6 separate regions of the Mus musculus genome follow, and regions 1, 2, 3, 4 and 5 are each linked to region 6. A link is a contact called in public HiChIP or PLAC-seq and promoter capture Hi-C data. All regions are on one chromosome and are shown on one strand. Each heading gives the region's core, a stretch centred on a gene start, on an enhancer-like site or on the middle of the called end of the contact. The rest is flanking DNA. Distances are from core to core; before and after follow the strand shown. Region 1 holds the start of Loxl4 (lysyl oxidase-like 4). Region 2 holds the start of Sec31b (Sec31 homolog B (S. cerevisiae)). Region 3 overlaps Hpse2 (heparanase 2). Region 4 holds the start of Scd1 (stearoyl-Coenzyme A desaturase 1). Region 5 has its middle 40 kb from the start of Gm25216. Region 6 holds the start of Nkx2-3 (NK2 homeobox 3).

Evidence for each region. Promoter capture Hi-C pulls out the DNA fragments that hold promoters and counts their contacts. HiChIP or PLAC-seq counts read pairs in DNA pulled down with a chosen protein or histone mark.
Region 1: a contact with region 6 is called in a FOXA1 HiChIP or PLAC-seq map of pancreatic cancer cells. The contact joins the promoter of Loxl4 here to the promoter of Nkx2-3 in region 6. A contact is called at or near these places in 1 of 39 promoter capture datasets (liver), 1 of 115 datasets of contacts at active chromatin or transcription factors (pancreatic cancer cells) and 2 of 9 other capture datasets (embryonic stem cells and liver).
Region 2: a contact with region 6 is called in a promoter capture Hi-C map of hippocampal neurons, with 2.9 times the contacts expected there. The contact joins the promoter of Sec31b here to the promoter of Nkx2-3 in region 6. A contact is called at or near these places in 5 of 39 promoter capture datasets (3T3-L1-derived adipocytes, cranial neural crest, hippocampal neurons and 2 more) and 1 of 9 other capture datasets (liver).
Region 3: a contact with region 6 is called in a promoter capture Hi-C map of trophoblast stem cells, with 5 times the contacts expected there. The contact joins the enhancer-like site here to the promoter of Nkx2-3 in region 6. A contact is called at or near these places in 14 of 39 promoter capture datasets (the 3T3-L1 cell line, 3T3-L1-derived adipocytes, the C10 cell line and 9 more), 1 of 484 Hi-C or Micro-C datasets (the G1E-ER4 cell line), 1 of 115 datasets of contacts at active chromatin or transcription factors (embryonic stem cells) and 1 of 9 other capture datasets (liver).
Region 4: a contact with region 6 is called in a promoter capture Hi-C map of embryonic stem cells, with 3 times the contacts expected there. The contact joins the promoter of Scd1 here to the promoter of Nkx2-3 in region 6. A contact is called at or near these places in 2 of 39 promoter capture datasets (both in embryonic stem cells), 2 of 484 Hi-C or Micro-C datasets (both in embryonic stem cells), 1 of 115 datasets of contacts at active chromatin or transcription factors (embryonic stem cells) and 1 of 9 other capture datasets (adipose tissue).
Region 5: a promoter capture Hi-C map of liver shows a contact between it and region 6, with 2.3 times the contacts expected there. The contact joins the enhancer-like site here to the promoter of Nkx2-3 in region 6. A contact is called at or near these places in 10 of 39 promoter capture datasets (the 3T3-L1 cell line, embryonic stem cells, hematopoietic stem and progenitor cells and 4 more) and 1 of 115 datasets of contacts at active chromatin or transcription factors (pancreatic cancer cells).

The regions. Positions count from the first base shown.
Region 1 is chr19:42,611,471-42,615,036 of GRCm38.p6, reverse strand. Loxl4 (lysyl oxidase-like 4) reads left to right here and starts at 2,231. Exons shown (of 15, transcript NM_053083.3): 1 at 2,231-2,319.
Region 2 is chr19:44,544,577-44,548,558 of GRCm38.p6, reverse strand. Sec31b (Sec31 homolog B (S. cerevisiae)) reads left to right here and starts at 2,711. Exons shown (of 26, transcript NM_001033343.1): 1 at 2,711-2,771.
Region 3 is chr19:42,810,315-42,813,971 of GRCm38.p6, reverse strand. It overlaps Hpse2 (heparanase 2), which reads left to right. Exons shown (of 12, transcript NM_001081257.2): 10 at 947-1,092. Among named protein-coding and RNA genes, the nearest start is that of Hps1, 32 kb to the right of the region's middle. Within about 2 kb of position 2,186, at least 22 of the 459 cell types and tissues checked have an H3K27ac peak or open chromatin away from gene starts, as enhancers often do. A contact at or near this core is called in trophoblast stem cells, where this site is marked.
Region 4 is chr19:44,405,298-44,409,017 of GRCm38.p6, reverse strand. It overlaps Scd1 (stearoyl-Coenzyme A desaturase 1), which reads left to right and starts at 1,309. Exons shown (of 6, transcript NM_009127.4): 1 at 1,309-1,632; 2 at 2,258-2,531. The coding sequence starts at 1,609.
Region 5 is chr19:42,658,565-42,662,019 of GRCm38.p6, reverse strand. No RefSeq gene overlaps it. Among named protein-coding and RNA genes, the nearest start is that of Gm25216, 40 kb to the left of the region's middle. Within about 2 kb of position 1,664, at least 109 of the 459 cell types and tissues checked have an H3K27ac peak or open chromatin away from gene starts, as enhancers often do. A contact at or near this core is called in liver, pancreatic cancer cells and trophoblast stem cells, where this site is marked.
Region 6 is chr19:43,610,795-43,614,441 of GRCm38.p6, reverse strand. It overlaps Nkx2-3 (NK2 homeobox 3), which reads right to left and starts at 2,117. Exons shown (of 2, transcript NM_008699.2): 1 at 1,593-2,117; 2 at 1-136. The coding sequence starts at 1,941. It overlaps Gm20467 (a long non-coding RNA gene), which reads left to right and starts at 2,386. Exons shown (of 4, transcript XR_001782682.2): 1 at 2,386-2,640; 2 at 3,252-3,340; 3 at 3,532-3,647.

The DNA of each region.
Region 1 (3,566 bases), core at 982-3,481, 1.0 Mb after region 6:
TTTCACGTTTCCCACCTAGGCTATTTACTGGCACCATATTGCAGACATGAGGCACTGCTTAGGTGAAGTCTGGCTCTGCCTCTCCCCTCACCCTCTCCGCCCTGTGTTTCTGCTTCAGTTCACCGCTGACTGCCCTCTGTAGATGACAGCTATGTGGCTTTGACCATGTTGTATAACCCCTCTCTGCCCCATTTTATGGTCAGTTATTAAAATTGTGAAAGAGTTTTCAGTGAGGGCTGAAGGAAATGGAACCCAAAACAATAGTTTCCTGACACCCTACTCCCCCCCAGCCCCCTCACTCCCCCACCCCACCCCCACTCCACTCCCCACCCCCGTTACAGTGATCCTGGCAAGGACTTGCTTTTCCCGGCTGGTTGGTTGTATGTATCCACTACTCTATAAACTCACAGAGAGAAGGACAGGACCACAGGTGGCTTGCCTGTGTCTTCCTGGGACCAGTCTGGGGACCTGTGACTTCTAGACCATATATTCCAAATGTGAGTAGTTACTGAGTACTGCTGTAGGACTTGTAATATACTCAGGATAAACAAAGTCAAAGAGCTGCCAGGGCAAGGCAGACACTGTCTTGCCCATGAAGCGTATGGTAGAGGGTCACAGACCTTGGGCTGAGGTCCTGTGAGGCCAGGGAGTCAGGCAGGAGGAAGCTGCAGACCTAGTTAAATCCTGTCTCAGGCAGTGAAGATGAACTGAGTTCTCCCTTTGACCCTCACAAATTAGCACTTAAGAACAAGGGGAAATCCCACTGGAATTAAGCTTAGGCCTAATACCCTCACTTTTCAAGGAAGACCCTCACCTGCTGTCCACCGTTGCCTCTGGCCAGTCTTGCAAGGTAAGGACTTCCGGCCAACATCAATTCATTCATTGGGTTCCAAGGTATTTTTAGCTCTGGGCAGCCAGGCCTGGTGGGTGACTGGCAGCAGGCGGAGCCTCCCATGTTGCTCCTGGCTCTGCATTAGAGGTGGCTGGGCAGAGGGTGGAGGCCCCGTGCATACCTGGTATCCTGGTCCACAGCTGCCTCATTGTCCCTAGGGGAGGAGCCGGGTTTCTGCCTCTGCCACTGACCTGAGGCTGGGAGCATTCTTTCCTGTTGATTCATCCTAGGGAATGTTTTGGGCCCAGGTCGGGTGGGGCAGGGCCACTGGGGGGACATCTTAGACATGAGCAGCTAGGGGTGGACCCAGGTCTCTGGCAACATGGTCAAGGTGACCTGGCTGTCACATGCCATCTTGGCCCTCATTACCTCTGCCTTGAGGTCACCTTTATTTGCACATCTTCCCTCTTCAGACTTGGGTACCCCCCTGCCAGCGTCTAGCACTTTAGCCCTTTTTCTAGCACATAGGAGAAAAATCAACAGAGGGTCCTGAATGAAGAAACCGTTAGCTGTCAATCTGAGGCAAGGTGGGGGACGCGCCGCTCACTGCTCTGAGACTAGAGAGGATACTGGAAACAGTCTGCTCATTTCACACGTGAGGTTCTGAAGGAGCTGAAGACTGGAAGCCCGAGGCCTGGAGCCTGGTTGCTTCTTCAGCTGGGGGACTCCCCTCCGCAGGCCTTCCTTCATTTGTTGTGTTCCACAGCCTCTCATTCCCCTCTGTCCTCCACTGCCCTCATCCCCTGAACCTGGCAAGGACCAGGGACATCCTGGCTAAGTACCGGAAGTCTTAAGTTCTCTGCTGCGAGGTTTATGACTCTGGGAAGCAAATCCTGTCTCCTGGGACTGAACTTCATAATGAGCAGAGCTTTGCTCTCAAGCCGCCTTCAGTAAACCTTGGGGACCAGGTCACAGAGAGACTGTTACTTAAGCTGCATCACCCAACCACTGAACGGGGCCCTCACCCCAAAAGAACGCCTGCATTGCCCTGCAGAAGCAGCCCACGGGATCCAGACCTAAGACTGTGGGGCGCTCAGTTCTATAAGGTTAATGGGACACAGCTCCGATCGCCCATTAGACAGAGGAGAAAACCGTGCCTGCAGAGGCACTCGCAGACCGGATCCTTGCCACCCGACGCTGTCCCCCGCCATGCGTCTCCGGGACTCCGTCACCCCCCACGCTCCCCGCAGCGCCTGGGACTTCCCAACTTGGCCCAGTCCCGAGCTGCGCGCCTGGCTGGTGGCCGGCCGGGCGGGGCTGCCCGTGCACACAGGCGCGCCCGGGGCGGGGCCTGCGACCTCCCCCGGGGAAGGCCCGGACTTGGGGCGGGAGGCTGGCGGATAAAAAGCCCCCAGGGCGCCCCGGGAGGCCCGTTAGCGCTGCTCTGCCGTGGCGCCCAGCCCAGCCCCGACCTCCAGATCCTGCCGGTGAGCTCCTGCCTGTTGCGATCTCCTGTCTGCCTCTTGCTGTCTGTCTTGTCCTTTCTTCTGTTTCTCGCGGGTGGGCAGGCCTCTAGAAGCTCAGAGGAATGGGGGGATCCCATGGATAAGTCAGCCCAGTGGGTGGGTCACAACCTGCTTCCCCACTGGACAAGTGCCCATCATGTTAGGGGAGTTGGTTCAAGGCTACATGAGTGGAGAGAGCTCTGGCAAGCAGGAGTCTGGGTGTTAGGTTTGTGAATACACTGTGTGTGAACACACTGTGTGTAACCATTTCTCACCCTGAAAGAATGCTGGGGACGGAGTAAAATAGAACTAGATGTCTCTCCTGTGACTCGGGGCACTAAGAGCTGGAGCAGAGCTGGGCTCCCCTCTACATAGAGCTGACTGCTGGAGATGATGTGAAAGAGGGTTTGGAGGCAGAGGGCTTCAAACCCCACCTTCCCCAGCCCTATATAGGTGGGAGCCTATTTGTAGGCTCTGCTCTAACCACAGGAACGATGCCATAAGGGTACAGGGCCTAGACCAAGGCCCAGAGAGTCACAGAAAAAGGACTAGGAGTGACCCACAGCTAGCCTCTCAGGATAGCCGCCCCCCCCCCCCAAACCTCTAGGAATCCTGGGCAATCATCCTCTCGCAGCCTTCCCTCCTGGCCAGGGCAGGTGCCTGTGTCTTCAGACTTCACTCCAGTGCCCTTGCACTTCAGCCTGAGTCATATAGCCAGTGACAAGGTAGAGTTCCATTCACCCTCCCTCTCTCTCCCTCATCCAACATCGATCAATCAATGAGAGCCCAGACTGTAGCCAGGTGGCCTGTTTGAATTCTGGCCAGTCCAGCTATTTCATTTCCTGGGGCCCCGACCTTTCCATCTGTGAAATGGAGAGGCCTATTCAAACAGGGTCCTAGAGGCATTCTTATCCTGTGGCCCCCTCACCCATTCCCTTCTCCCTGGGGAAGAGAAAGGGCACCTTCTTTCTCCAAGACCCAGTTCTCAGCCCAGTCCTCCTGTACTCAGTCCAGTGGGAACAAATAGGAAGGTAGGATACTGGGAGGCCTTTCTGGAGGGAGCAGCATTTGAGCTGGGTGTTGACATGTGTGTAGGAGTTTAACAATGGGCCCTGGGAGATGAAGGCTCTGTCTTGGGAATGACAATGAGGAGACGAGCTTGGTGTGAGTAACAGTTCTGGGAACCTGGAGTGGGCAGGAAGTATGGAGGCTCTCCAGGGCCTGCATCC
Region 2 (3,982 bases), core at 1,462-3,961, 930 kb before region 6:
TTTGTAAAATTGTGTGTGTGAGATATCCAAAGAGGATGACCTGAGTACAGTGCCTGTCGAGTTTCCCGTGACCACTGACCGAATGTCAGCTCATCTGCAGTGGCAAGTGAGTCAACACACACTCTGTTTAGGGGGTTGCTTCTTGACAAGAGTCTTACTATGTAGCTTTGGCTGAGATTAAAAGTAGAGTGTTTTCTTAAGGTAACTTCATTTCCTTTGGAAACCTGACCCATAAGAAAAATGTGTTTCTCCTGCATCAGTACAAATAAACCCATCAGACTTAGTCACTATTTTATTGCTCCGAAGAAAGACCATGACCGTAACAACTCAGGAACAGTTCATTGGGGGTGTGCTTACAGTTTTAAAAGCTTGGTCCATTATCAGCATGGTGGCAAGCATTGTAGGCATGATGATGGAGATGTAGTTGAGAGCTGCATCCTGATCTGGGTTGTGAGTGGGTAGGGAGGACGGATGGATAAGAGTCTGACTGGGCCTGCCATGGGCTTTTGATCTTAAACCCCACCCCCATTGACATACATCCTCCAACACGAACATGCTTCCTTACCTTCTAACCCTTTCAAAGAGTCCCACTCCCTGGTGACCAAGCATTCAGGTATACGAGCCTTTGGGAGCCATTCTTATTCAGACCATCACATCATTCAACTTAGATATGGGCTCCATTAGTGGATTATCTGGGCAGTTAAAAAGTGCAAAATTAGGGAGTGGAACTGAAAACGTTACTTTTTGAAGAATTCTTAGATTTATTGCGGGCTGCTGAGATGGCTCAGTTGGTAAAGATATGTGGTGAACACCTGATATCAATCTTTAGGCCCTACATGGTTGGAGGAGAAAATCCATTACTTCAAGGTGTCCTCTGACCTTTGCACATGTGCTATATATAGTGTGTGTGCATCCACACTTGCACACAGAATAAATGTCATTTTAAGAAGTTTTTTTTACAAAGATATACTCTTTAATCATCTCATTCTTAAATATTTATTTATTTATATGAATGTATATGGCTGTGTGCCACCAGGAAATGATGTTGGATATTCTGGGACTGGAGTTAGGCAGTTAGAAGCTGCAATGTGGGTGCTGGGACTTGAACCTTAGGACTTTAGTGCGATTTCTTTTGTGATGCTCCATCAGTGTGGTTGGTACTTCTGCTTTATTCCCTAATTTGGGAGTACTTTCCAAGGTTCAGCTGTGTGTGTGTGTGTGTGTGTGTGTGTGTGTGTGAGAGAGAGAGAGAGAGAGAGAGAGAGAGGAAGAGAGAGAATCTCCTGTAGCCCTGGGTGCCCTTGAACTTGCTGGGTAGCTTGGGTACCTGAAGATGACCTTGAACTTTTGACCCTCCACCCTGAAGCCACCACGACTACTGGTTTCTCTAGTGCTGGGAAATAAAACCAGGGTTTCAAGCCTTAGGGCAAGCAAGCACTCTCAGCCAATCCACACCTCTAGTTCCTAAGGCTCAGACCTTGTTCACTCCCCAACTCCACCCCCATCACCGGCTCACCTGTGATAGGACACTTAAAAAAAAAAAAAAGTTAAATGTTTAGTTGTAGCAAGAATGGTCCTGGCACAGATGGTGCCACACATGGGTGTCTATCTGGTTTCAGAACTGCCCATCAGATAATGGGCACCCCAGTTTCAGAGGTGACCCGGGTAGAACTCACCATGCATCAAGTGGCACTTTTGAACCAACTTGGGCATCTTCACCTGCCACAATTACCTCCACAGTTATCTCAACTTGAAAAGCATCTGTGATATCTTCACATTCTCTTTTCCTCTGCCTCAAGGTTTTAACTCTGTTATCAGCGACACCGGGTCTCCCTTGCTCTTGGGCCCCGGCTGTCTTGAATCCTTTCCTTTCTCAGTCAGGAGAGCCAGGGCAGCTCTCCTTCAGTCACCAGTATTAATCCTGACTTTCTTCACCGGTCCCTGGGCTGCTCTATTCCTCTTGTAATTGGGTCCCTGCCTTCCTCTCTTTTTTCTCCAAAGGGATCCATACTGCCAGATACAAAATACAATTGCCACTAGTGCCTCTGACCCAATAATTTTCAGTAATTCCCTGTTAACCGCAGAATTAATTGGTATTCCACAATTTATCTATCAGTACTTGTTCTTGATCAGTCTCTTTGACTTACTGTATGGGAAATGCCAGCATGCCCATTAGCTGCTTTGGCCCCCCTTTTTGCTGAAATATCACCTAGTGTTCTTTCAGCTCCAAGGAGTAATGCCCATGTCATGTGCCTGAAATCTTCCATGAAGTGCCTGGTTCACAGTTGTCTCTTTTTCCACACACAGCCGTTAATCAGTTTGTGGACACCCTCTACTAGTAGGCTCCAGTGTGCACCACTACTATTTACAACCTCGATTGCTTTTTAGCTAAATAGATCACACTGAGAGCTCATGGGCTTCCCTCACTTTAATAACTACATAATAAATTGAATTAGTGTTTTCCCTTTCTATACACAGGAGCCTGACTCAAATAGAATAGACTAGCATGTACTGGTGTGGGGGCTAGAACTGTGCAATCCCAGGGCAAGTGAGGCAGGCCCTGCTGGGAAACCTCTGCGCTATCGCTCTCGGTGCAGATTAGTGTTGAGGAGCTCAGCTAGGCGAGCAGAGGGAGTGGGTCGCCAGCTGTGGCCAGGGCAAATTGACTTTTGGCCCTCGGCAGCCGCCGTCCGCAGCGCGGTGCGCCCTTGGTTGGGACAGGACCGGCCCAGGCGGTCGCCTGTGACCCCTGACCTGGGCGCTCGGAACAGGTGGGTTTCCCCTGCGGGTCTGGGGTCCCGGAGCACCGCTCCTCCCACGGGAGGACGCCGGGGAGCTCGCCTTGACCACACCCGGGCTGCCACGCCTCTGGAGCACCAGTACGAATCCCCCCAGCTGGACCCGGTCCCGCTCCCCTTGCCACACAGTGTCCCCAACCCCGCCGAGGTCCAGCAGCGCTGCGCGCGCCTCCGACTGCCCCCCAAGCCTTGACTTGACCGGGCCCTCAGCCTGCACACTGTCGCGGTGCCCTGGCCAGTGGTAACTGACCGTCAAGCGCCTTGTATGGCAGTCAGCAGGCGAGAAGCCGTGTTGACCTTCTCCCTAAGGACTGGACTGCCAAGGGTCGTCCTCCCTGATAGTGGTTCCCCGACCCTATCAGCCCGCCACTGCTCTGGCTGTTCTGATCCTAACGAGGGTTTTTCTTATAAAATGATGCCTCAGAGCAAAGTGGATGAAAAGAGCATTTCTCAGCCGGGCGTGGTGGCGCACGCCTTTAATCCCAGCACTCGGGAGGCAGAAGCAGACGGATTTCTGAGTTCGAGGCCAGCCTGGTCTACAAAGTGAGTTCCAGGACAGCCAGGGCTATAAAGAGAAACCCTGTCTCGAAAAAAACCAAAAAAAAAAAAAAAAAAAAAAAGCATTTCTCCCGTCCTTCTGTCAATGGTTTAAGCACGTCATGAAAGCTTTGCTTAAATTAATATAATGGTTAAAAGCACGGGGTTTACATTGCGGCTTAGCCGGCTGTTTTCTATGTAAAACAAAGTAACAATTTATAGAAATTTCTAGTTGTGCCTGGCAAATGCGCTGTTGCTGGTCGCTGCGCTTCTGTACAGGATGGTTCTGACCAGCAGGTGGCACTGGTGACGAAATAGTGTAGTTCGCTGGTCACTGATAAAGCGGAGCTTCAGGAGTTTAGAAGCTCCCAGAAACAAGCTTAACTGACAGCCCCAAGCTTTTTTCAAGCTGGAAAGTACAATAGAGATTAAGTACTATTATCGCCTGCTTTTATAGGTGAGGCTGACCTGACTGGGTTGCTCAAGCAGGTCACAAATAGTTCTAAGTGTCCTTCTTTACCTTTCAGCCCTTTCGCTGGCCCGTGAGGATGAGACCTTGAGTATACATTAGAAGTGGAAATCACAGAGTTAAAATGAATGCGGTGTGGGGGCTTCACACTTGCCAAGTAGAGACAGGACGATCATTC
Region 3 (3,657 bases), core at 937-3,436, 800 kb after region 6:
CATAAACCATCAGTTAATATTAAGAGTTTACACAGCCAACCTCCGCCTTGGACCCTGCAACCACCTCGATGTTGATGCCTAAGAATTGGATTGCCATCTATGAACTCCTTTTTAAGGAAGGCGTGCTGGTCACCCAAAAAGATCCACATGCCCACCCCAAGCTGGCTGGCAGGAATGTAATGAAGCTGGAGATTATGTTGTATTAAACTTTAAAGAAAAAAAAGTTGACACAATACAAATCTCAGTTATAAGTTGTATCAAAGGCAAACACAAGCTGTGGTAACAGCAAATACACAAAATTAAGATGGTGGTAGGCAGACTTTTGTAAGCTTAGACACACGTTGGCTACAGAGTAGATATTTATTAAGTAGTTATAAATCTCTTTGGGAACATTCGTTTTATCACCAAATATTGAAAATAACCAGGAACTAAAACTCTGTGCAAGCTTTATTCTGTTTGTTTTTCTGGCTCTGGAGTGGAGACCTCAGCCCCTACTGAGTAAGCTTCACCCCCATCTCTGCGACGCTCCTCCAGGGCAGTGTTTGGAGAAGGATATCTTATATTCTTATATTGGTGACATCGTAAGGATCAGAAATGTCCATTCTCCAACTTCACAGAAACCACAAGCCAGCATGAAAATGAGGCCACAGGAAGTAAGTTTGGAAATGTAAGCCTCTCGCCCCAACTGGCTATTTCGTTTGAGAAGAACTTGGTTCATTTGTTCACAAGCTGCTCTGAGGCCATGTCAGTTAACTCTGCCCCACTTAGTCAGTGGAAGGTTGTGTTAGAAAGGACTCTTCATTATCAGCTAGCGGCCTGCTCTAGGAGGGTAGCCACACTATATTCCTAGCAGGACGTAGTCTCTGACCCGTGTTTGTCATGTTTTCTCAGCACACCTGAGTGCGCATGCGTTGTCTCTCTGACTCCACCTCTCCATTCCCCTCAGGACTATTGGCTTTCTCTGCTTTACAAGCGTCTGATTGGCCCCAAAGTCCTGGCAGTGCATGTAGCTGGGCTCCAGCGGAAGCCTCGGCCAGGAAGAGTCATCCGAGACAAACTAAGAATCTATGCTCACTGCACAAACCACCACAAGTAAGTTTTCCCACAAACGGTGGGAGCAGAAGGTCACCCAATAGCAGCCCCTCTTAGAAAGCCGGGGTCCTGGGACCCTTCAGAGCCCACCTTTGTTCACTTGGTCTTAACTGAATACTGCCTCTGTGGTCACCATTCTCTTTGCAGGTTGCCGAGGACTGATAGCTTCTTGTCAAGGAAGCCTTTCGTCTCTAGGATTTACTCAGGAAGGGTTCAGACAATGCTTTTTGTTCAGTCTCTTCCTCAAACAACAGATGTTTATTGGGCACTTTGGCTGTGCCAGTTGATGTGATGCCCACAAAAATTGTGTGTGTGTAAACCTGAGCCAAGACAAGAGGCTGAGTGTGACGCTCTGACCCACCACAGAGCCTAAGAAAATAAGTATCTATGGCACAAGAGCACGGGGTCCAGACTGGTTGGTGTCCCACCTAGGTCTCTGGAAAAGAGTGCCCAAGGGGAAGCACGCTAGCTTCAGGGACAGTTCCCATATTTCAGAAACCTCAGCCATGTTAAGTGTTAGAAGGCTGTAAAATGTAGACTTCCTTTGGAGGCAAAGAGGTTCTGGAAGCATCGGAACCCAGCGTGGTACTGAGAGCGTACCCTCCTTTTGGCCTGAAGTACTGGGCATCAACACAGTTCTCTTTAAAACAGGTAAGTCAATTACTAGTGAAGTTTGGCAGGTTTTCTTTTTAAGTTTAAAACATACAGGCCATAGGGGAAATTTTTAAAACTGAATCTAAAACAAAAACCAACTGGCCATCTCTGTCTTACATCACTTCCTGTTTAAGGCAGAGGCGATTACCCTAGGAAGAATTCTTTCTCTTACTACAGAGAAAACCTGGGGGCAGGACTGCCTCCTGGCTCCTGTCAGACCTCCATCCAGGGCCTATCTGGGCTGATCAAGGGGAGGGAAGCACAAAGAGCTGCTGTGGTCGGATTACACCATATGTTCCTTCTCCAGCCTTGATGAGACAGAGGCCAAGCCTGTTCATTCCTCATGATAAGATGCTTTCAAAGCCTCACTGTAAGCAGAGGTGGGCGCCAGGGGCTGTTGTCTTCCCTGTAGATACAAGTGCCTATTGTAGAGGAGGGAACGCTGTCCTGGGGACAGGCCAGAAGCTTTCAACATCCCATTTGCTCAGCAGGAAGCTCTGTCCCTTACCTGACAGTGACTGACTGCTTTATGGCCTTGCCTGGAATTATCTGATCATCACACAAGGCAACATTGTATTCCTTGTCTGTGGCAGGCCCTGAGGCAGCCACCCAAAAGGTGGACCCCAGCCTCAAGAGAAAAAATTACTCCTGGCACCTTCTGTCCCTATTGGAAAATGCACCAGTCTGCGGCCTTTGTAATAGTAGTCTGCGTCCAGGAATAGGCCAGCAATACATATAAGTGCTGAGAAGGATTTGTGTGTCCTCACTGAGGGCTCCCATGGAGGCCCTTCCCAGGGCTCACACTAGTGCTCATGGACATTTCATGAGAAGGTCTCACTTACATCCTGATGGTACCTTGAACCTGGGGCCAGTGGTCCTGTGTATGTTCTTTGTGTCTGATACAGTGGCAGGCATGAGAAAGGTCTTGTAAGTACATGAAACACGGTGCTCCTCACTGAGCTGTAGTTACAGAGCTTGCCGATCATGTCAGCTAGAGGGGGGAGTGTAATAAAATGGTATAGAATTCTACCGCTCACTATCATGAGACCTCCAACAACCTCTCCCTGCCCCAACTATGCCCCCACTTCTATGGAAGCCAATCAGAGAACCTCTTGAAAGGAGTTCCACCAAGCTCCTATCAAAATAAACTCTCCCTCTCATTAAAGGAAAGAAGACTACAATAATGATAAGGACCAAGTTAAAGGTCTTTTTCATTCCTTCAAATATGTAAGGAATGGATACTTTTGCAAGGTCTCCTCCTTGCAAAAAGTATCAGGTGCCCAGATAACTAGGCACAACGGTAGGAGAGACACCTGCTCCTAGAAGCCATGTATCTCTCTTGTCTCACAGCCTCACCAGTTAGGAGCAGCACTATTGGCTGATGCACTTAAATTTCTTTGTAGGCAAAGAAGACAAAACTACAGAATCATCTCATAACAGATATATTGGCTACATACCAATCAACCTTGGCGAACAGTCTGAAATAAATATCCTATATTAAAACAGGAGGCTTGGGCTGCTTGTACTTCCATAACCTTCTGAGGTTCTGGGGAGTCTGTAACATCCCCTGTGTGTAAGAAGTTTTGCACAGTGTGTATCCCCTGTATGTCAATGGCAGCCTTCTTGTTGCAGAGTTTTTCATCTGAAGAAGGTTCTTAGAGATCAATCAGCCTTGTGCCCCACAGAGCATAGACATCCCTTTTATATCTCCCTGGTAGTCATTTGTCACCCACTAGGACACCTTCATGTCTCTCATGCATTATGGATCCTTTCCGACCTCGCAGAGCCTGATCCCCTAAAACTGATTTAGGAGAAGTCAGGTTCTCACACCAACACCAGCAAATGCCTCTGTCCTCGCCTGAAGTTAACCAGTTATACAGCGCTGGCAGGCCTTCCACTCCATGCAATCAA
Region 4 (3,720 bases), core at 60-2,559, 800 kb before region 6:
AGTTTCTTTGTGTAGCCCTGGCTGTCCTGGAACTCACCTTGTAGACCAGGCTGGCCTTGAACTCAGAAATCCGCCTGCCTCTGCCTCCTGAGTGCTGGGATTAAAGGCATGCGCCACCATGCCAGGCCTGCCTTTACCTTTGAGCCACTCATCTGATACTCAATTCCTAGCTCCACCATACACTGGCTAAGCGTGACCACAGGTAACCTCAACTCTTTTAAATTTCACTTCCTTTTTAAAAAGACCGAGGAGCTGGACCCAGCTCAAAGGCAGACACAGATCTATGAAGCTTGAGGCCAGTTTGGTCTACACTGTGAGTTCCAGGACAGTCAGAGCTTCAGAGACCTTGTCTAAAAAGAAACCAATAACAGTAAGTACCAAGGAATACCTACTGCTCAGGGTCAGTGTGGGTTCAACAAAAAGGAAATTCTTGAGACTTCTTAGGGATCGCAAAGTGCCTGTTTGCTATTCGCACCGCACACTCAGGCCCTTTGATTCCTTAGTCCCTTTTCTTGGAATCTCAACGTGAGGATCTAAGGAGCTCTCAAACGTCCCGTCCCGTTTGAGGAGAAGCAGCTAGGATTGGGCTCTGGCTCCCAGCAGAGGCGGTCCCCGGCAGACGGAGCCCAATGAGTGAGTGCAGTTGTAACTCAGCGTGTGCTGTCAAGAACGCAGCAGCAACCGGATGCTGGCTGAAGGGATACACTATTGTTTTCCCGGGTCAGAGCCCTGGGCGCACCCTCATATCCCAGTCTCCCGGGGTTTCTCTTTGCTGGTGCCTGGAAGTGGGGGTAGATGTGAAGTTAGACCGAGTTGTGAGTGGCGGTAGCCAGTGTCTTCCTCACTTCTTTCGATGCGATTTCCCCAGTGAACCATTTGCTAAGCGCCAGACCAAAGTCCTAGGCTTGCACACAATTCCTACTTGGAATCACGTTATCCTGCTCTTAAAGAAAAGTCACCCATCAGCCCACAGCAAAGAGGATAAGGAGAAAAAGAGGGGAGGAGAGAGCGAGAAGCTAGAGGCAGAGGGAACAGCAGATTGCGCCTAGCCAATGGAAAAGGCAGGACAAGGTGGCACCAAATTCTCTTTGGCCAATGACAAGACGGGCTTCACAGGAGGCACATTAGCATTTATCCCCAGGCAGGGGGTTGGAGCAGCGCGCCCTGTTGATGCCTTCAGCATCCCGGCGCCTCCAAGGTCTACTCTGGAATCTACTTGGCTTTCTTTCCCGTTCTTGGTCCCGCCCTCTCTCTCTCCCTCCCTCCCTCCCTCCCTCCCTTCCTCCCTCCCTCCCTCCCTCCCTCCCTCACCTCCACGCCTGGCTTCCTTGGCTAGCTATCTCTGCGCTCTTTACCCTTTGCTGGCAGCCGATAAAAGGGGGCTGAGGAAATACTGAACACGGTCATCCCATCGCCTGCTCTACCCTTTAAAATCCCAGCCCAGGGAGATCTGTGCACAGCCAGACCGGGCTGAACACCCATCCCGAGAGTCAGGAGGGCAGGTTTCCAAGCGCAGTTCCGCCACTCGCCTACACCAACGGGCTCCGGAACCGAAGTCCACGCTCGATCTCAGCACTGGGAAAGTGAGGCGAGCAACTGACTATCATCATGCCGGCCCACATGCTCCAAGAGGTGAGCTTCCAGAAGCGGCCCTCGCTCCTTGCACTGGCCACGCAGCTAGGTGACTGGTCCCGGGAGGAGAAAGTTGAGAGTTCTCCGGACTACTGGGCTTTCTCGAATTCTGACGTGACCGGTTGGTTGAGAGGTGTAGATTGTAATTTGGGCAGATGAGTCCCAACTTTCGTGCCTTTAGCTTTAAAGCAGCGGTTCTCAATTTTCAAGATGCTGCGATCCTTTATTTACTACAGTTTTTCATGTTGTGGTGACCCCCTCCCCCCCAACCATAAAATGATTTCGTTGCTACTTCATAACTTTAATTTTGGTACTGTTTTGAATCGTAATGTAAATATCTGTTTTCCGATGGTCTTGGGCTGCCCCTCTGAAAGGGACATTTGACCCCCAAAGGGGCTGAGCGTGAGACACAGGTTAAGAACCGCTGCTTTAAAGAAAAGCCCGTCCTACCGATACTTGTATAACTTACACGGGGATCCCTTTGTGTGTTACTGAGGCTATAAATGTTTCATTCTTCTTTCCTATTTCTCTCTCTCTCTCTCTCTCACACACACAACACACAGAGAGAGACAGAGAGAGAGAGCCCCACAGATCGGCCTCCCCCGACTGAATTTTTTCTTTGCAGATCTCCAGTTCTTACACGACCACCACCACCATCACTGCACCTCCCTCCGGAAATGAACGAGAGAAGGTGAAGACGGTGCCCCTCCACCTGGAAGAAGACATCCGTCCTGAAATGAAAGAAGATATTCACGACCCCACCTATCAGGATGAGGAGGGACCCCCGCCCAAGCTGGAGTACGTCTGGAGGAACATCATTCTCATGGTCCTGCTGCACTTGGGAGGCCTGTACGGGATCATACTGGTTCCCTCCTGCAAGCTCTACACCTGCCTCTTCGGTGAGCAGCGCCCCTTGTCTTGGGCCAGTGCCTCAGATTTCTCTTTGCTCTCTAATAAGGTACCCTCTGACCCAAGGCAGTGGCTGCTCTGTTCAGATTTCCCCAGCCTTTTTTTCTGGTTCCTTGTGGGACTTAACATGAATACTGAGTCCCTGTGCAGGAGACTGGGAGGGGTCTACCTGAGGCAGAGAAGCAACTCTCTCTGAACAAGCTTTTCTGTATGAGACGCTTGCTTAAGCTGTGCATCCTGGCCCCACCTGACCCAAGAGAACCCAGCCCTACCTGAGAGGCATGGGAAATCCCGTGCTAGTCAGGGACAATTGTGGACTACTCTTCAGCCAGGGCAGGGAACAGACCCCGAGGACACTGTACCAGAGCAGTCCTTGAAAAGAAAGGGACAAAAGGCAGTTATTTCCACACAACTATTCTGACTCCAAACTCTTGACTAGACCAAGCTGGTTTGCCTTGGGGAAAGACGATGCAGGTTTCTACAGCACCCAGTCTCCAGGTGGGTGTTCTGCGCCAGGTCATTCTCCAGGGTGCAGCACCTGCGAATCAGCAGCATGTTAAAAGAATGAAATAAGGTTCTGGTTCCATTCCCACATCTAGCCTGCTCTTGCTGTGTCCCCTGAGACCATGAAGTGCGAAGGACCCAAAGCGTTCGGAAGTCCAGTCCTCTTGCCCTGGTGACCCCTCCTTGGCAGAGAATGGACTTTCAGCAGCCCTGCCTCTAATTCAGCTCCCCGGGGATTCACTGGGTGTGGGCCACCTCTGGGATACATTTGAGCTTTACATGTGGTTTCGTCTAAGAAACCTGAGTTGGGAAGGAGAAGCAGGGGGTCTCTCAGAGAGGTCCCCTCTCCTTAAGACATGGCAGGTTTCTCTGGAACAGTAATAGCTGTGGGTATTTTGTGGCAGCTCTCTCAGAGCATAAGGTTGGGAGAGGGATAGTTAGCCAGGTATTAACTCTTCTGCCCTGGGCCTCATAGGTCTTCTAAGTAGTTAAATTTGGTCCTGGGAGTGTCCTCTTAGAAGTTGTCCAGATGACCTAGATCTGAGAGGATCCGCTGTTTTTCCACGTCACAAGTAGAGCAGCAGTGCTTTGTTGGGGGTTAGCGCGGTTCTGTTCTTAGGCTAGCTACCCCGCTTCCCGGCCTTTATCTTGAGAAAGCTATTTCCAGAGCCCCTT
Region 5 (3,455 bases), core at 415-2,914, 950 kb after region 6:
ATGCCGCCTCACTTCCTGGCCCAAGTCATCAGGAAATTATCTACTTCCTTTTAATGTCTGGGCCCCACCAGACAGTGAGCTCCCAAGGACAGAGGTAATAATAGCACTGACAGCCACCACTTGTTCAGCTCTTACACAGGCGTGCACTATTCTAAGTCCCCAGTGTCTTTAACTTCACGGAGGCCTCCTTATAGCTCAGAAACTGTGCTGCCACCAGCTTCCCTGGGGAGGGAAGGACACTGACGCCCGGAAGTTTCGTAACTGGCTTCCGATGGAGATAAAAACTCAAGTTCAGTCCAATGAAAGCCAAATTCCTCTGTGCCAATCACAGTGTGAGACACACTGCAGGTGCAATGCGCCCAAGGAACCAGTAGATAAATGGGTGCCTTTTCCCTACCACCCATCAGCACACTCCCCCTTGTGGTTTGAATGTGGAATCTCCCCCACAGTCTCATGTGTTTGAACACCTGGTTTCCTGCAAGCTCTGCTGTTTTGGAAGATGGTGGAAACACTTCAGGTGGAGTCTTGATAGAGGAAGTATTAGGGGCTGCCGTGAGCCTTACATTTTTGATAGCCTTGCCCTCACTTCCTGTCAGCTGCTTCCTGGCGGGTGGTGTAATGGGACCAGCTGCCTTCCCCACCGCACTGGGTCTGTATCCTTACAACTGTGAGCCAAAGTAATTTCTTTCTCCCTTAGGTTGCCTCTTGACAGGTTTTTGGTCAGAGTAACACAAAAAGTTAAATATTTCCTCTTCTTACACCTTGCCCTTGGGCCTGGATGCAGAGGAAAAGGTAGATATAGAACTCGGCTTCCCATAGTATGAGTAGGGAGGGCTTATTGCTTCTTCTACAGCGGTGGTTCTCAACCTGTGGGTCTCAGTCCCCTCAGGATCAATGGACTGTTTCACGGGGGTCACCTAAGACCACCAGAAAACATAGATATTTACGTTGCAATTCGTCACGGTAGTAAAATTACAGTTATGAAGTAGCAACAGAAATAATTTTATGGTTGGGGGGGGTCACCACAACACGAGGAACCATATTAAAGGGCCACATCTTCCATCTTCAGCCCTCTGAGACCTAAAATACAGCATAATGTACATCAGGTATGTCCAGAGCCAGCCACTGTGAGTTTAGGCCTCACCTCTGATGCTTGTCAGTATATAACGTCATACATTCTTCTCTGTACCTCAGTTTCCTAACTATGAAATGAGATATTTGGTTGTTCCCCTCATAGCTTCTGGGAGGACAAAGTGAGTTCGATAATTGTCCTTTCCAAGCCTCTGTGCCCCTACTCTATGATACCCCAAGCGAGGGGACAGCGGCCTCCAAGCCAGAGAGAGAAGGCCACTTCTCCTCCCCACATCTTTCTCTGGAGCACCTGGCAGAAAAGATCCTAAGGAGAAACTGGGAGACCCTAGCGCGCCAACAGGCCCTCGGAGGGAGGCCATTTCTGAAGCAGAGATGAAGTGACTGGGGCCGGGCCTCTGTAGATCAGACCTAAGCAGAGATGCCAGCTCCACCCCAGAAATCCTGGAAGCCAGTTCCACCTCTCTGGGGCTCAGTTTCCCAACATAACATGAGGAGCACCCTTGGACTCCCCCCTCATGGCGTTACTGGGACATTTAAATGCATGTGACTCAGGACAGACTAGAAACAGTGACTACTTGGTAAGGTATGCAGAGATTCCCACAGATTCTTGATGACCCAATCTGAAGGCTAAGCTCAGGGGGGGGGGGGGCATGTCTCACAGAAGAGCTGGTGGCTCAGAAAGCCTGGTGACAGGCCTGAAGCCAGTCCAGGACCATGGGACATCAAAGAACACTGCCAGGCTATTTTCCAACCTAGAAACAAATGTCACCACGCCCATGTAGGCATTTCCGTCTTACCACAGCACTGGCAAGCTAAGTGGCCTCCAAGCACTGACTCTGCTGGGTAAACAGCCCTGGCTACGTGTCACTTTGGAGAAGAGCTATGGCCACGAGGTCCAGGCTTGGAAGCTGGGTCCTGTCAACAGATTCCCCTCTTCAGCCCGCACATGGATGTTCGGACAAAGTCTGGCTCTTGGCAGGGTGAGCTCAGCACAGAGGCAAGCAGAGTCCTGTGCACCACGCTGCCAAGCCGGCCCAGAGGCAAAGGGCCCGAATCTGTTGTTTTCCAGTGTGTTCCTCTGATTACAATTCAGGCTGCATCAGTCTCCTGCTGGAACCCGCTCCTGCATGTGTTCCGAAAGCCACGCGGCACTCACGTGCCTGAACACTTGTTTGCTGACCCGAGGGATCCCTCTAGCTCAAAGGCTGAGAGGTTTGAGTAATCCCCCAATTTGGAAGGACACCCGTTTTAAGCTAGATCCTAGCTGGAGCTAACATCTTTTCTGACCAAGAGAGCAAAGAGAAGCTTCTGTAGTCCTCGCAGCAGAGCCCCATGGTCTGTTGAACAAAGAAAGGGGCGTGTCCTTCGGCTTTGACAGCCCAGGCCCCCACCGTGGAGCTGCCTGCAGGCCGATGGGGCTCCCCTAGACTATTCCAAAGATGTTTGCAAACATTCCCCAGGGGCAAGAGGGCAGTAGAGGAGGGACCATTGCAAAATTCAGAAAAGTCTGGACTGAAAAAAGTTGAGCCAGTATTCTTCTTAGAACCTTTAAAAATAATGTCAGTGAGCTCTAAGAGAAGTTTCTGGAAGCCCTGCCTCTCAGTTATGCTTGACAACTTCTACCTCAGTAGTGTGAGGTTGCCAGGACTACCTACTGGCCTTCCCCACCCCACACATACATGGCTCTAAGAAGGTATCGATAAAAACTCGTCGAACTTTATTTAATGCTAAAATTCCTTTCATGGATATTTGTCGGCAGCTTAGAAGAACTTTATCCTTGACATTCAAGAAGCACATTTTAATGTCCCCAAGGGTCCCTCATGTCTAGGGACAGTTTCTACCTTTGGCTCAATTAATTGTGGCTTAAATTCCAGCCCAAGCTGTCACTGGCTTCATTTTTGTTTTGCTTTGTTTCATTTATTATTGACGTGGGCACAGGGATGCACTCCCATAGCACACATGTGGAGGCCTCGGGGCAGCTGGGAGAGTCTGCCTTTTCTCCTATTACCTTTATCTGGGTTGCAGGGATCCAAGGTAGCCAGCCAGCCTTGCACAGAAAGCACCCATGCTGAGCCGTGTTGCTGGCTCCTGAGAAATGTTCCCTGTGATCTTCATACTAACAGGTCAGAGAAAAGCCACCAGTCACACTCAGCCCAAGACCTTGGTTCTCCTTCCTGGATGTGTGGCCCTGGACACATCCCAGACTCTGTGCCTCCTCTGGATCCTGGATTCTGTTATCTGCTAGGCTCACATGGAGGATTTAAGGAGGGAGCGTGTTAGACACACAGTAGGGGCTTGTTAGACACACAGTAGGGGCTTCCTCAGCATCAATCCCTTTCCTTGATACATTGTTACGCTTCTGA
Region 6 (3,647 bases), core at 868-3,367:
CGCTCCAGCTCAAAGACCTGAGCTTGCGAGAAGAGCACCCGGGGCTTCCGGCGGCTCCGCGGCTTCGGCCTCTCGCCGTCCTCGCTCGTCTTACAGTCTCCCGCCGCTTCCAGAGACTTCTTCAACTGACAGCTTTCTAAGGGAGAAGCAAGACATTAGCCTTTCTAGTTCTCAGGATACCACCCCTGCGCCCCAGAGGCACAAAACACTCCCGTAGTAAATGCTAGTTTTGGGGAAAGTTCATAGTTTCTGGAGCCCAATTCCGCCCCCCCCATCCCCCCCGCGTCAGGCGGAGCACCTCCACCGGGAGAAGGCGTATTCGGTGAGAGTAATTAGCTCGCATTTATTAAATTTGAGCATCAGCGAGAAAATAGATTAAATGTGCCGGTCCAGGGGCTAATAACAATTTTCAGGCGACCGCGGAACAGGACCCCGTATCTGCAAACTCGTTTGCCTTCCACTCCCCTGAAGGTGTGGAACGAGTTGGTATTGGGGACTGGAGGCCTGGATGCATGGGTTGATTGCAAAAATTGTTTCTCTTTGGAAATATCTAAGTGAAAGGCGTATGTGCAGCTCAAGAATTGATTTTTTTTTTAATTTTCAAAACTACTGAGAACGCGTCTGTGACAGTATCTGTATGTTACCTTACAGAGGAAAAACAGTTGGATGGACCGATTTAGACAGTTTCATGTCTGTGTTAGGCCTGGAGAATTGTTAGAGAAAAGATTTTGGTCTCAGCCAGATCAAATCTCCACTCGGAGAAGAGATTATTTGATCCTGTTTCCCTTTCAGACATTTCCTTATGGGCTTATTCAATTATCTGATTCTCCTGCCTGCCCCACCTCTGATCTGCTGAATGGCCAGAATCCCACTCAGAACTAATTCAGGAACTTTAACCATTCCACTCCGCCTGCAGTATAAGAAACAAAGCGAGCATTACGATATTTTTTTTCAGAGGCCTTCACCTCCTGGGTGTGACTTGCTGCCGTCATCTGATATGGATCGAGCTCCCACACATTGGCCACCACCTCTCCTCCTTGCAGTTCGAACGTAAGAACTGCAAGCTCCGAAGTAAGCTGGTGTCTCTCAAAGTCTTGCCCGAAAGGATGGCCCAAACACAACATTCTTGCACTGCCTTTTCGGGACAGCCGGGGTGACTGCCCTGGCCTCGCTGAATTCACCTCACGTTAGAAGAAAGACAGAAAAATGGCAGAAAACTGACCCCCCCCTTTTTTTTTGAGAAGATGGGTGTGCGAGAGAACACACACACAACGGACAAGTTACGACCCAGGCTCTGGGCCCCCGTCACTCATTACTCAAGGAACCAGGATTGCAATAATCACTTTTCCTTCCCTCGGGGACTGCTCCGGGTCCCTGCTCCGGGCAAGAGCTGTTCTCTCTTTCTCTTTTATCCCCGCCCCAGCACCATCTCAGGTACCTGTGCTTTGCAGAGCTGTCCTTGAACCTGGCATAGGCATGACCCTAGCCGAATGTGAAAGGGGCGGGTGGCCATGCAGGCACGGTTTGTGGGTTTATAGGCGCTGAGCCATTGCCCCAGGTGTGCGGACGCGTTTCCTTCCCCCTCTACTCACTTTGGCTCCGTTCGCTCACAACCTCCTCTTCTTGTTCCTTGGGCCCGCTGCAAGCGTCTCGGAGAACTGTATGGACATAGCTCTGAGGACAGAGACCCGAATCTCCATGGCCCTCGGCAGCAGCTAGTGAGTTCAAATAGGACAGTTTCTCTCCCTCTTCTTCCTCGTCCTCCTCCCCTGCATCGGAAAACTGCGTCCCTTCAGCCGTGGCCAGCATGCAGGGTGCCGAGTGGAAGTGCTGCTCCAATTCCGCCTGCAAGTGAGCTCCGTGGAAGTGCCGCTGCTGCTCCAGATTCAAAATGTCTTTGACTGAGAAAGGGGTGGAGGTGACCGGGCTTGGTAACATCATCAGGGCCACTTAATTGTCCAGTCCAAATACTCAATAAATCCCGGCGGGGGCGGGGAGGGAGTGCGGTGGCTCCAGCTCTTCTTCTGGACTCCGCGGTGGTGCGGAGTCGAGCTTTTGACAGACGCGGTCCAGTCTAAATCCCCTCCATTGGCCGGGACCTGGGGGTCTGGGTTTTGTTACAGCCACTGCAAGGACTGGGGCCGGGGCTGTGAAGCCTCTGTCCGGGGGCCCTGCGTCACGTCAAGGGGCGGGGTCGGCATCCTGGCCTCCTTCCCAATTGGTTCTTGTGTATGTGGGCCACGCCCTCTGCGTCCACCCAGTGGGATGTTGCTGCGCTACCAGAAATAGACAGGGACTAGAATAGGGTCCTGAGATCCAAGTCGCGGTGGGAAAAGCTGCAAAAAACCGGGTGTCCGAATCACCGATTCCCGCTCCACCTGGCTGCACCTTCCCGACCAGGGGCAGTTCTGAGAGGCCAGACTGCGGATTTCTAAGGAGAGGAGTGTTGTATCTGTGGAAATATGAGCGACGTGTCAAATTCCACCTCACCTTTGCTCTAGCTGTCCTCGCCACCTGGAGTGCCTTTCCCACCCTCATTTCCACAGTGGAAAGCTGTTCTCCGAGGAAAAGCTTAAATACCTCCAAGGAAACTCCGCCAGATCACCTCACCTAGAGGTCCTCTTCCTCGGAACTTGCTCAGTAATGTCACTTGTCACTCTCCCATCTAGTGCCAAAGCTGTACTTAGTGTCCGCTCGATTGTCACTTTAGATTGTGAGTCCCTGAGGGCAGGGTCCAGACCGTACTTGCCCTTGCAGCCCTCGAAGTGGCTTCAGAGAGCAGGTCTGTAGAAGACAAGACGACCGAGTTCTGTTAGTGTGCAGAGGCTCTATGCTTCGAAGCCTGGCCTGAGTCAGTATTTGGTTTTGGACGTTCTCAGTTTCCTGGTCAATATAAAGGAGCCGAATTGCCTCTTCTAGGGTTATTGTTGGAGTTTTTTTGTTTTTGTTTTTTAAAGGATAACCAGGCCGGAAGCATAGCACAGTTGTCTACTTAAAGCAAAGAGCTCAATACTTGTAACTACCCTTGTTCTTTGTGGGAGGTCAGAGCAGTGTTTGTTGCCTGCATTGATTCTGACCGGGCTGGTGTTCCACTGCACACACTGGGTGGCTCTGGTCTCAGAAGGGAGGGGACCCCCGCTGTGGCTGCAGCTCAGGCAGCCTTCTGAAGGGAATCGGGAGCCCGAGCCTAGGCCTCAACTTTCTGAAACGCCTTATTTCTCTCTTTCTGAAACCGTGGTTGTGTTCTGCAGGGAGACTAAATGCAGCCTCAGATTCAGAAAACTGCCTGATGGAGACCACCTTCTGGTATCCACCCGCCTACATACCTAGCCCCTGAGTGGTAAGGGGCACTATTGTGAGATTAAGAGCAAAAGGTGTGGGCAGCAGGCCTTGGAAAACCAAACTAGTTCCGCTTTCAACGTAGGGTTCCTCAGTAGGCCGCCCTTGCTTTTATTTATTCTCTCTCTCTCTCTCTCTCTCTCTCTCTCTCTCTCTCTCTCTCCCTCCCTCCCCCCCCCCCCGCCCCCGTAGAACCTCACAGTTTGGGAGAGACCGGCCTCAACTAGAAGGGTTCGCCGGATGGCGGCGCGGTGACCGAGGACGACGCCCTAGGAAACTTGTAGACAGGGCATGAATGCGGATTACGT